2 separate regions of the Mus musculus genome follow, and region 2 is linked to region 1. A link is a contact called in public promoter capture Hi-C data. All regions are on one chromosome and are shown on one strand. Each heading gives the region's core, a stretch centred on a gene start, on an enhancer-like site or on the middle of the called end of the contact. The rest is flanking DNA. Distances are from core to core; before and after follow the strand shown. Region 1 holds the start of Gtf3c2 (general transcription factor IIIC, polypeptide 2, beta). Region 2 holds the start of Nop14 (NOP14 nucleolar protein).

Region 1 (5,533 bases), core at 1,603-4,102:
CTCCAAAATACTGAAAAAAGGAAGACCTTGAAATAAGGAAGACCTCAATTTATGAACCAAGAACATTTACTGGAGTGCTGCAGAGATAGTTCCACAGTTAGGAGCACTTGATGCTTTTAAGAAGACCTGGGTTTAGTTCCCAGCACCCCCCGTGGTGGCTCACAACCAACCACAACTCCAATACCAAAGGATCTAAGGTCTTCTGAGAGCACCAGGCACATAAGAGGTGCACATGCATACAATACACACAAGCAAAACACCCACGGTCAGGAATAAAGCAAAGGCTTACTGTACAAAAAAGAAATAAAATCAACAAACAATTACTATAGCAAAAAATATCTGAGTGAAAACACTACATTTCAAAAGGAAACATCTCTGCTCATCTCAGCACTTTTGGTATGAGTCGCCTACAGAGGAAAAGGCACCAGAGCTGCTTCAAAGTTCTCACAAATACTTGAAATCAGAAGAGAATTACAGCCTTGAGAAACCCTTCACTAAGCTAAGACATCATTCATCAGCATGACATCCTGGATATGCAAGTGTAAGATCCATGTAATTTTTTCTTTTCTATGAGCTAAAGAATAGTTCAGGAGTAGAGCATTTGCTTAACATTTCCCAAAATCTTGGAGTCAATCTCCAGTACAGGAAGGAACAAAGAGAGGGAGGGAGGGAGGGAGGGAAGAAGACTTGCTAATAGAGAAACTCTAATATCAAACACTGGCATCATTCACAACAGTGGAACATTAAATTGCGATTAAGTAACTATGGTAACCATAGCTACGAAACAGATTCTCACTTCAGATTTAAAGGTGTCAGTTGGCCAGGATGGTGAAAGCTTGTCATCTCAGCCCTTAGGAGCTGAAGCTAAAGGATCTGGAATTCCAGGCCAATCAGGGATAAAAACCTGTCTCCAAGAAAGTGGTCTTGTAAAACAAGTAACAACAAACCAATATTCAGACTTTAGTAAACTAAGACAAAATCAATCTGTCTTTGAACGTTTGGAAGGTGGTGGTAGCGCATGCCTTTAATCCCAGAACTTGAGAGGCAGAGGCAGGCAGATTTCTGAGTTCGAGGCCAGCCTGGTCTACAGAATGAGTTCCAGGACAGCCAGGGCTACACAAGAAACCCTGTCTTGAAAAACCAAAAGAGAAAGTTTGTAAGATAAAGATAAGAAAGTAAGTTAAGTAAGTTTGTAAGATCTTGCCTTCCTGGTTTACTACACTATTCGAACTCGATGCATGAATCAGTATATAACTTTTTTCAGTGAGTGACTCAACATACAAAAAAAAAATCCTTTTAAAAATTCACTTCTGAGGGAGGGTGTGGGGGACTTTTGGGATAGCATTGGAAATGTAATTGAGGAAAATACGTAATAAAAAAAATACAAAAAAAAAAAAGAAAAAATTCACTTCTAGTAAAAGGCAGTGGCAGTGAATGGTAGAATTCCTATTTAGGATCTGACAATACAAATTTTAAACAGTAAAGGAAGAAATGTTCAGTAAATTCTAACTAGGATTTTTATATCCCATACTGTCTGATTTCCTTGCTGCTTCAGGTTGCTAACCTGACTACTTTGGCAAAAGAAAAACAATTAGATAATACTTCATCTTAAACACGGACTCACTTCACATACACTGTTTAATACACTGGTTCCCAAAGTATTCCTATCATGCAACTGGTGATTTATCAGATAATTTTACTGGTCCAAAAACAAACATATTATTTGTACAAAAACCTGCAACTCACGTTTTCAGTTGATACTGCTAGAAACTAAAGAGTGTAAATCTGAATAGAACAACTTAAAACTATTAGGAAAAATGGCACTGCAGTTGATAGCGGTAAGCGGTAAAAGGTAACGTAAGCAAAGGTTAATTTGAATTTATGTAACAATCAATGTACCTCCAAGGGCAAAAAGACCTGGTTATGTCCTAAACCTGCCCAGAAAAGTGAATTACCTCCTGTGGGGGTGAAGTCGCCATCTCTGTCTTGTCCAAAAGACGGCAAACTTGCCGCGGGATAAAAGGACCAGTATAAGGAAACATAACTGGCCCTTGGCTGCGCCAATGGGGTTGCAGCGCGCGGGGCACAACCCCCGGGGTTAGAGCCACTTGGAGGAAAAGGCTGAGACACAGTAAGAGGGAATGAGCACAAGAGGACTGACTGCAATCAGACAGAGACACCACCACCTGCCATTCCCCAATCCTGGCCGTGGGGGCAGCTTTCGAGCCCCAGGCGAGCCCTGATTTCCCTAAGCCTTAAGATAACTGCAGGTTCACCCAAGTCCGAAGGCCCAACGTAACGAGTTCAACGTAAGCAGTGCAGAAACCTGAGTCCAGTTTACCGCGCTACATACACCGAATTGGGGAAGAAGGTAAGACCGGCTGGCAGAGATGGGGGATGCTCAGTGGCCCCAGTGGGGACGGAGGAGAGAGCTCGACGGTTCTCGGGAGAAGCGCAAAGGCTAGGAGGCGCGCTGTCTTGCGCGGGAGTAAGACGGGAATCGGGAATCGGTTCCCATTGCCTTAGCGCTACGGCAAAAGAATGGGAGGAGTAATTTTGGGTCCCCCGCACACCCCGTTGCGGTACACTCACCCGCGCCAAAGTCCTTCCGGAAGTCCAAGTTCGAAGATGGCGCCGCCTGTCGGGTCGCGGTTTTATGACGAAATCTTGATCGGCTCTTCCTTGCCCCGCCCCCGAGACAAGGTAAACGCAAGCTTGGTCTGGAACGCGTTTCCTGCCGAGCTTTCTTTTAAACTCTGTGTTCCATAATGCAGCGCGGCGCGGCACTGAGCCCTCCGACGCCCGCGAGCTGGAGCGTGGCTTCCGCGGCCCTAGGACACTGCAGGGCCTTCTGGGAATTTCAGCGACCGGAAGGGGAGGTCGGCGCCTGCGCGGCACCGCAGCTCCACCAGCAGCCTTGTGGAAAAGCATTGAAGAGGAAAGTGTCGCGCTTCTGCTGTCGCCGAGCGTTCCGACCTGCCTTTCCACCCAGGTTGCTGGCTTTGTGGAGAAAAGAGCCTGACCACACCTGATTCTTAACTACAGTCCCGAGCTTCGACGGACTAGGAGACAATCCCTCGCCCCCAGAGATCTCCTGATTTTCTGCTGCCAGTGAATGAGCCAAGACAGGAAGAAAATAAAGAGGAGGGCTTGGAAAGAGGCCAAGGGAAGAAAAGAGCGGGGGGAGCCTAGCCTGGGTGGGTAGGCTGCGCTTTTAAAGAGAGCATCAACCCAGGCCTCACGCCACTCCCTCACTGGGAAGTGGCCTCCGAGCAACAAGGTTTTCAGCCTTTTAAAACCATGTAGCTTTCACAGATCTGCCTTTACCCAGGAGGAGGGCGAATTAAAATGAACCGGAAGAGGTGAAATATGGCAGCTTTCCCCTTTCTAAATAGTCTTGTTCAATTATTCCCTTGGTTAAATCTTTACAAAGAGTAATGGTGCACGCTTATAATCCCAGCACTCCGGAGATGGAGTCAGGAGGATTAGCAGTTCAACGTGATCCATGACTACTTGGAAATTGGAAATCAGCCTGTACTATATTAGACCATGTCTCAGAAAAATGAGAAAGGGAGAAAACAATGGGGCACGTCAACTCCCAGACTAGGTACTCAAGGCTGAAGCAGGAAGATCTCTTGAGCTCAGGAATTCAGGTTCTACCAGGGTAATCCTGTATCCTACCAATTAAAAAAGGAAAAAGGGATTTAGCCAAAATCTGAAAGGAAAGAAAGAGAACACCCAGTTCTCCGACATCCTCTTATGCTCAAATGACAGCATTTTGAATGGCTGTCTTCCTCTTTTAGATAATAGCTCCTAAACATTTTATAGGGAGTAACAGATTTAGTGCTTTGATGAACAACATCTCTTAAAATCCTGCCTCTGGTTAAGTTCTCTTTGGTTTTATCACACAAAAAAATTTTTTTAAAATAACTTTGATTTTGGAAAAAGATTCTCAAAGTTTAAGATACAACAAGTGAAAGCTCTTTTCTTTCTTTTTTAAGATTTATTATTATATCTAAGTACACTGTAGCTGACTTCAGACTCACCAGAATCATTACGGATGGTTGTGAGCCACCACGTGGTTGCTGGGAATTGATCTCAGGACCTTCAGAAGAGCAGTCAGTGCTCTTAAATGCTGAGCCATCTCTCCAGCCTGAAGGCTCTTTTTTAAGCTTAACTAACCCTGCACGCAGTTGATCTGTTTCTCATTGTTGGTCCAGCGTATGTATTTATACTGAAATTCCCTTTTATGGAATACCATAGTTGGTCTGGAGCGCATCACGGCTCCGCATCAGCCTAAGTGCTCTCATTACAAGCACAAACCTCCATGTCTATCAATTCTTGTGTGCGTGTGAGAGAGAAACTATGCTCACATTCATGTGGGTGCTTTTCGAGGCCAGAAGAGGATGTTAGGTCACTTGGTGCTGGAAGCCATCTAACATGGGTCCTGGGAAACTGGTCCTCTAAAAGAGAAGCACACACCCTTAACCACTGAGATCTCTCTTCCACCCCTGTCTGACTGGGGTTTTTTTTGTTGTTGTTTTTGTTTTCTTTTTCTTTCTTTCTTTTTTTTTTTTTTTTTTTGAGACAGAATTTCTCTGTATAGTTCTGTCTGTCCTGGAACTCAATTTGTAGACCAAGCTGGCCTTGAACTCAGAAATCTGCCTGCCTCACCCTCTCAAGTGCTAGAACTAAAGGCGTGCTCCACCACTGCCCAGAACTGTTGCAGGATTTGATCATACTGTGACCTCAGATTGTTATTTACTGGAAAAACCTGTTTTTATTTGTCGTGCGGCTCAGCCTTAGCACACACATTTTTGGTTTTTCCAGACAGGGTTTCTCTGTTTAGCTCTGGCTGTCCTGGAACTCACTTTGTAGACCAGGCTGGCCTTGAACTCAGAAATCCGCCTGCCTCTGCCTCAGCACACACCTTTAATCCAATATTACAATATTGAATACTGTAAACAGGAATAAATAAAGTCTGATCAAGAGGAGGAGCAAGCAACCAGTTGACAGAAGTGAAGGTAGGATTATTAGGAGTCAGGGAGACAGACGAACGAAGTAGAGGGAGGGACATCGGTTTGAAGAAGGGACATAAGAGATGTCAGCTGCTGAGTGCTTTCTCTGCCTCTCTGAGCTGCAGGCTTTCTTTCACCAGAAAGAATTATAGATTGCTACTATAATCTTTGTTTGTTTGTTTGTTTGTTTGTTTTGGTTTTTCGAGACAGGGTTTCTCTGTGTAGCCCTGGCTGTCCTGGAACTCACTTTGTAGACCAGGCTGGCCTCGAACTCAGAAATCCACCTGCCTCTGCCTCCCAAGTACTGGGATTAAAGGCGTGCACCACCATGCCTGGCCTGCTACTATAATCTAATGTCTAAGTTCCTTCAGACATGTTACTGTATGGCTAGGATGAATGCCTTGAAGTTGAATTACTGGGCCAGTATTTAGGTAAGCACACTTATAGTTTTAGTCAATAAACATTCTCTTAGGTGTTCTGACTCAGTCTCTAATTTCTTGACAGTTATCTTTCTA
Region 2 (5,533 bases), core at 2,013-4,512, 3.5 Mb after region 1:
GACAAAAAGGGTTAACGTCAGTTACTTAAAATTATTGTGTTTATTTCCTAGAAAATTAGTTATTTTCCACTATATGAGAGATATGACCGTACATGATCAGTATGAAAATTATTCTGGATCATTTGAAAGATGATTGAAATACATGCAGAACTTGTTGAGAAAATTTTTTTTTAATTAGGTATTTTCCTCGTTTACATTTTCAATGCTATCCCAAAGGTCCCCCATACCCACCCCCCCCAATCCCCTACCCACCCACTCCCCCTTTTTGGCCCTGGAGTTCCCCTGTACTGGGGCATATAAAGTTTGCAAGTCCAATGGGCCTCTCTTTGCAGTGATGGCCGACTAGGCCATCTTTTGATACATATGCAGCTAGAGACAAGAGCTCCGGGGTACTGGTTAGTTCATATTGTTGTTCCACCTATAGGGTTGCAGTTCCCTTTAGCTCCTTGGGTACTTTCTCTAGCTCCTGCATTGGGGGCCGTGTGACCCATCCAATAGCTGACTGTGATCATCCACTTCTGTGTTTGCTAGGCCCCGGCATAGTCTCACAAGAGAGAGCTATATCTGGGTCCTTTCAGCAAAATCTTGCTAGTGTATGCAATGATGTCAGCATTTGGAAGCTGATTATGGGATGGAGAAAATTCTTATCTAAGTCAACTCGGCTAAGCTAAGCTCCTACTCAGTCTCCCCCTTGGCAATGGTTCCCTACTCACTCCTCCAACCAACAAAGCTGAAGGCAGGACCTCAGCCGACTCTGACACGTTACTATTTGCTATTTGCTCTCGTAAAGGTATTTATCTACTAGTAACTCTTCGACTCTTCAAAGTACCTTCCCCTTTGTCTTCGCAGATGGGACACACCCCTTGAGACATATCCCCTGTACATGGCAGGCAAACCACTCAGAGGTGAACAAGGAGAAGCACCCTTCACCATGGCGGGCCTTGTGTAAAGTTTAGAGCAAAGACGTCCCTGCCATTCTTTTTCCATACCTGTTGCTCCAGAGCAAATCTCTTCATCATCTTTTCCTCTGGGCTTATGTTGCTATTATACTCCCCAAAGCGTTTGTCTGCGAACACATTGGACTTGTTCCTTTCTTTGTACTCCTTTAGTAAAGTTTGGGTTCTCTGGAAAACACATCACACATCAATGATTCTCACATAAAATCTCTATAATCTTCACTGAGGTGGCCACCAGAAGGGGTTGTAAAGTTGAGAAGAATACAGTTTGCCACTTTATTTAATGCTAATAACCAGTACATGTGGCAGGTATACTGCATGAAACTCAAGGCTTAATTAGAAACAGCTGATGTGGTTCTGTTAGATGCCACATTATTCTATTTTCAAATGTCCTCTCTGCCATCCTTGGCCTATAGTTTATACTGGTGAATTATTAGACAGTCATTTGTATTTTTTATAATGCATGCATTGAACCACATACAGGACATACACAGGACAGTGTCAGCTCCTTGCAGTATGGATATTTTACCCAATTCAAAAGAAATTTCCTGCTGGGCAGTGGTGGCGCACACCTTTGATCCCAGCACTTGGGAGGCAGAGGCAGGCGGATTTCTGAGTTCCAAGTCAGCCTGGTCTACAGAGTGAGTTCCCAAGACAGCCAGGGCTACACAGAGAAACACTGTCTCGAAAGAGCAAAAAGAAAAAGAAATTTCCTTACAAAGTTACAATGCGATTCCCTTTAAGGACAGACCCAGATGTGATCAAATACCATAGTGGTGAGGTTATTATTTATTTATTTATTATTTATAATATAAATGTATTAAAAATAAAATTTAAATTAAATTTAAAATAAAATTAGTAATTAAGTTTTTTTAAAAAAGAAATTTCCTTCAATCTAAAGATCTCATGTAAACTGGATCCTTTGTAACAAAGTACAGATTTGTAGCTGTGAAGGGCAAAGGCTAGGTCTTACTTATCCCCTTTACAAACATTACCAATAAGTCTAACCTATTAATTTTCTCAAAGTAACCATGAATTGCCTTTTACTTACTCATTTCTTTTATTTATTTTTTGAGACTCAACTGGAAGTTTTGAGTCTCACCATAAAGCCCTTAAACTCAGAGATCCACCTGTCTCCGATTCCCCAGAGATTAAAGCCACAGCACAAACGGCACTCACAAACTTTTATTTTTTAAAGTCAAACGAACGTCAGCAGTTACATAGAGAATGCCATTTGTTGAACTGGTTTTGAAAGGAAGGTACAATATACTCTTGAGATGGGGCCATAAGAACAAGGATGGAAGCTATGAGGTTATCCCCAAAAGGTACTATTCCAGTGACTTCCCAAGGGACAAGCTCATGAAATTCAGAGGAAGGACAATTTCCAAACATTCAAAGAGCATACTCTGTAAACCCTATCCACGGGACGAATACTGTCATGGTCAAAGCATACAGAGCAGTGGTACAGGGCAGCTCAGAGCTCAGAAGAGATTGACTCTTAGGCCCTAAAAGCTCCAAGAAGAGTCAAGAAGAATGTATACCTGGAAGATCCCAAGGAGGAAGGGTTTCCAGAGGAAGCGCATTCGATATCAAGCAAAGGAGAGGCAGTGTTATGCCTCAGTCCTGATCGTTTTGCTGGCTAGTTTAAGGCAAACTTGACACAAAGTATAGTCATCAGAAAGAAGGGAATTTCAATTGGAAAAAAATACTTTCATAAGACCGGGCTGCAAGCAAGCCCAAAGAGCATTTTACTAATTAGTGATTGACCGCGGAGGGCCCACCTATGTGCTAGCAGCGGTCCTAGGTTCTTTAAGAAAGCAGGCTAAGCAAGCTATAGAGAGCAAGCCAGTAAGCAGCACCCCTCATGACTTCTACATCAGCTCCTGCCTCTAATTTCCTCAATGATGGAAATATATAAGTGTAAGCCAAATAAATCTTTTTCTCCCCAAATGGCTTTCACTAGCCACTGGGCATAGTACGCAGAACCTGGGTAGAGCCTATCCCCTCACCTTCCTGATGGCACGAGCGCGGGACACCCCGGGCAGGCCCACATCGTGGCGCGTCTTCCTGCCAAGGATCTGGAACTTCTGCCGGTTGACTTTCACTTCAAATGGGTTTGGGTTAGTTTTCGCCGGGCCTCCGGACGCCCCTGCGGGCGCTTTGTGGACCTGCCTCCGCGCCCCAGTCCGCTTGGCTTTCCCCATGACATTCACTCCGCCACACTTTGGACGACAGTGCGTACAGACCAAGCAGTTCAAGAAACTCGTGCATAGGATGCTGATGTAAAACCACGCCCAGCTTCGTCTCGCGATGAGTGCGTCAGCTTCCCGTATTTCGCGAGAAGTACACAAGTCCTGGATGACACTAAACAGGCACTACAGTTTACTGGATTAAAGACTACAACTCCCAGGAGGCCACACTTCCTCGACTTCCTGGCGCTGGGCCTTATGGGATCTGTAGTGTCCCGAGAGCCGCCACAGTATCCTCAGACGCCGCCCCGAGGGGAGCTCTCGGGCTCCCTCTGGAGGAAAACCGTTAGCCGGGGCCCAGCTGTCTTGCGAGTTAACTGGCGGCTGCGGCTGCCGCTGCTGGAGCTGTCGCCGTCGCCGCTGGAGACCGCTCTCGAGTTTGTAAGCTCCTCGGTAGGGTAGGGCGCGGCGAAGGTTGAGTGCTGCCCAGGACCCGGCGCTGAGGAGAGAGTTACGCGCCCTGGGCCTGGGCGATGATGCTGAGAGGAGCTCGAGCTACCGCGCGCCGGCGCCGATAGCGGAAGCCCCTTGCCGGGACAGCAACAGAGCTGGAACCCGTAGCGAGCCTACCCGTGTCCCATCTCCGCGGCGACCGCGACGGCGACAGCGACGGCGACGACGGCAGCGCTCCTGTTGGCAGTTGTGGCGACCCCGGAGGAGGCGGAGGAAGAAGCGACAGAGACGGTCGCTGTCGCGGAGGGCCACCGTCCAGAAGCCGCGTTCCTCAAAGGACAAGGGATGCCCCGAGGCTTCTGCCGCGGGTTTAGGATCTCCTTCCCCGCAGCCTTCCCCGTCTCCATTGCCTCGACTCCGAAAAGTTCGACGTCGGAAACCGCGGCAGCGACGGCGCAGGACAGCGATCATGGAACTCGAGAACTTCGTGGCCAACAATCTGTTGCTGAAGGCCCGTCTAGGTGGGTGCACCCCGGGCTCCCCGTCTCCCCGAAGGTAGCGCCTCCTAGGAACTTTAACCTTGGAGAGAATCCTGATTCCTTGGTACCTTATTGTCTAATAAGGGAGTTTTGATTCTACTGGAACCAATTCTGGATTGGAGCTGCAGCTTAGCGGGTGTCAGTCAGTGATCCTGGGCTAACTTTTGTTGTTTTGAAACAGTAGCGCTAGCCTAACAGGCACAAGGGGCTGATTGAGTTCCATCTCACTCTCAGCGCTGCTAATCTGAAAGACAGAGTATGGAAAGTTATGCATTGCACACTTTCTAGGATTACCCAGGCAAAGGTTCCATGGGAAGTAGACGCTATTAAGAAGCTTCAGTGTGTTCACCTCACAGAATGTGAAGTATATTCTTTGAGAAAAACCAGTGAGTAACAGATGTTTTTGATTTTTCTTTTTGTTCCTTTTAAAAATTGATTTTAGCCGGGCAGTGGTGGCGCATGGTGGCACACGCCTTTAATCCCAGCACTCGGGAGGCAGAGGCAGGTGGATTTCTGAGTTGGAATCCAGCCTGGTCTACAAAGTGAGTTCCAGGACAACCAGGGCGACACAGAGAAACATTGTCTCGAAAAACCAACCAACCAACCAAACAAACAAAAAACCCCACAAGTCCATTTACGTTCCAAGTGATTTTCAGGAAGAAGAATCTTAATTGGACAATATAACTATTTTCAATATGGGAAGCCCTAACAAGAAACATTGTCAGAAATTTCTTATAGTGAGTGGTGTCCAGAATTGAATACCAAACTAAGGGCTTTGAAACCCCTGTGAGCAAGGAGCAGAGAGAGGAGGCTTGAAGCAGGAAGATCCTCTGTGCAATGGCAGTCTAGGCTCCATAGTCTGCGAACTATGGAGTAGACTATGAGTTCTACTATAGTAGAACTATGGAGACTAGAGCTATCATCAAAGAAACAAACAAATGAAAGAAAAGACATTACTCTGTCAGTATTTTTGAATTAATACTATTATTCAAAATAATACTGTTTTGAGGGGCTGGCAAGATGGCTCAGTGGTTAAGAGTGCTGACTGCTCAACCATCCGTAATGAGATCTGACGCCCTCTTCTGGTGTGCCTGAAGACAGTTACAGTGTACTTAACGTAGAATAATAAATAAATCAATAAATCTTCTGGCCAGATCGAGGGGGTTCAATTTCCAACAACCACATGATGGCTCACAACCATCTGTACACCTAGTGTACTCATATACATAAAATAAATATTTTTTTTAAATCCCCTTCAAGGACTAATTGGAATTTGGAGTGAGAAACAACATGAACAGTCGAATGTTCTACTGAAAGAGAAGCAAGTGCATACTTCTGAGTCTTTCCTAACTGCCTTAAGAGAAAACCAAGACCTGGTTCTCTTCCCACTCATTCT

Evidence for each region. Promoter capture Hi-C pulls out the DNA fragments that hold promoters and counts their contacts.
Region 2: a contact with region 1 is called in a promoter capture Hi-C map of liver. The contact joins the promoter of Nop14 here to the promoter of Gtf3c2 in region 1. A contact is called at or near these places in 1 of 39 promoter capture datasets (liver) and 1 of 484 Hi-C or Micro-C datasets (CD4 T cells).

The regions. Positions count from the first base shown.
Region 1 is chr5:31,177,292-31,182,824 of GRCm38.p6, forward strand. It overlaps Gtf3c2 (general transcription factor IIIC, polypeptide 2, beta), which reads right to left and starts at 2,853. Exons shown (of 19, transcript NM_027901.2): 1 at 2,593-2,853.
Region 2 is chr5:34,656,886-34,662,418 of GRCm38.p6, forward strand. Nop14 (NOP14 nucleolar protein) reads right to left here and starts at 3,263. Exons shown (of 18, transcript NM_029278.2): 1 at 2,966-3,263; 2 at 990-1,124. The coding sequence starts at 3,160. Grk4 (G protein-coupled receptor kinase 4) reads left to right here and starts at 3,494. Exons shown (of 16, transcript NM_019497.2): 1 at 3,494-4,119. The coding sequence starts at 4,068.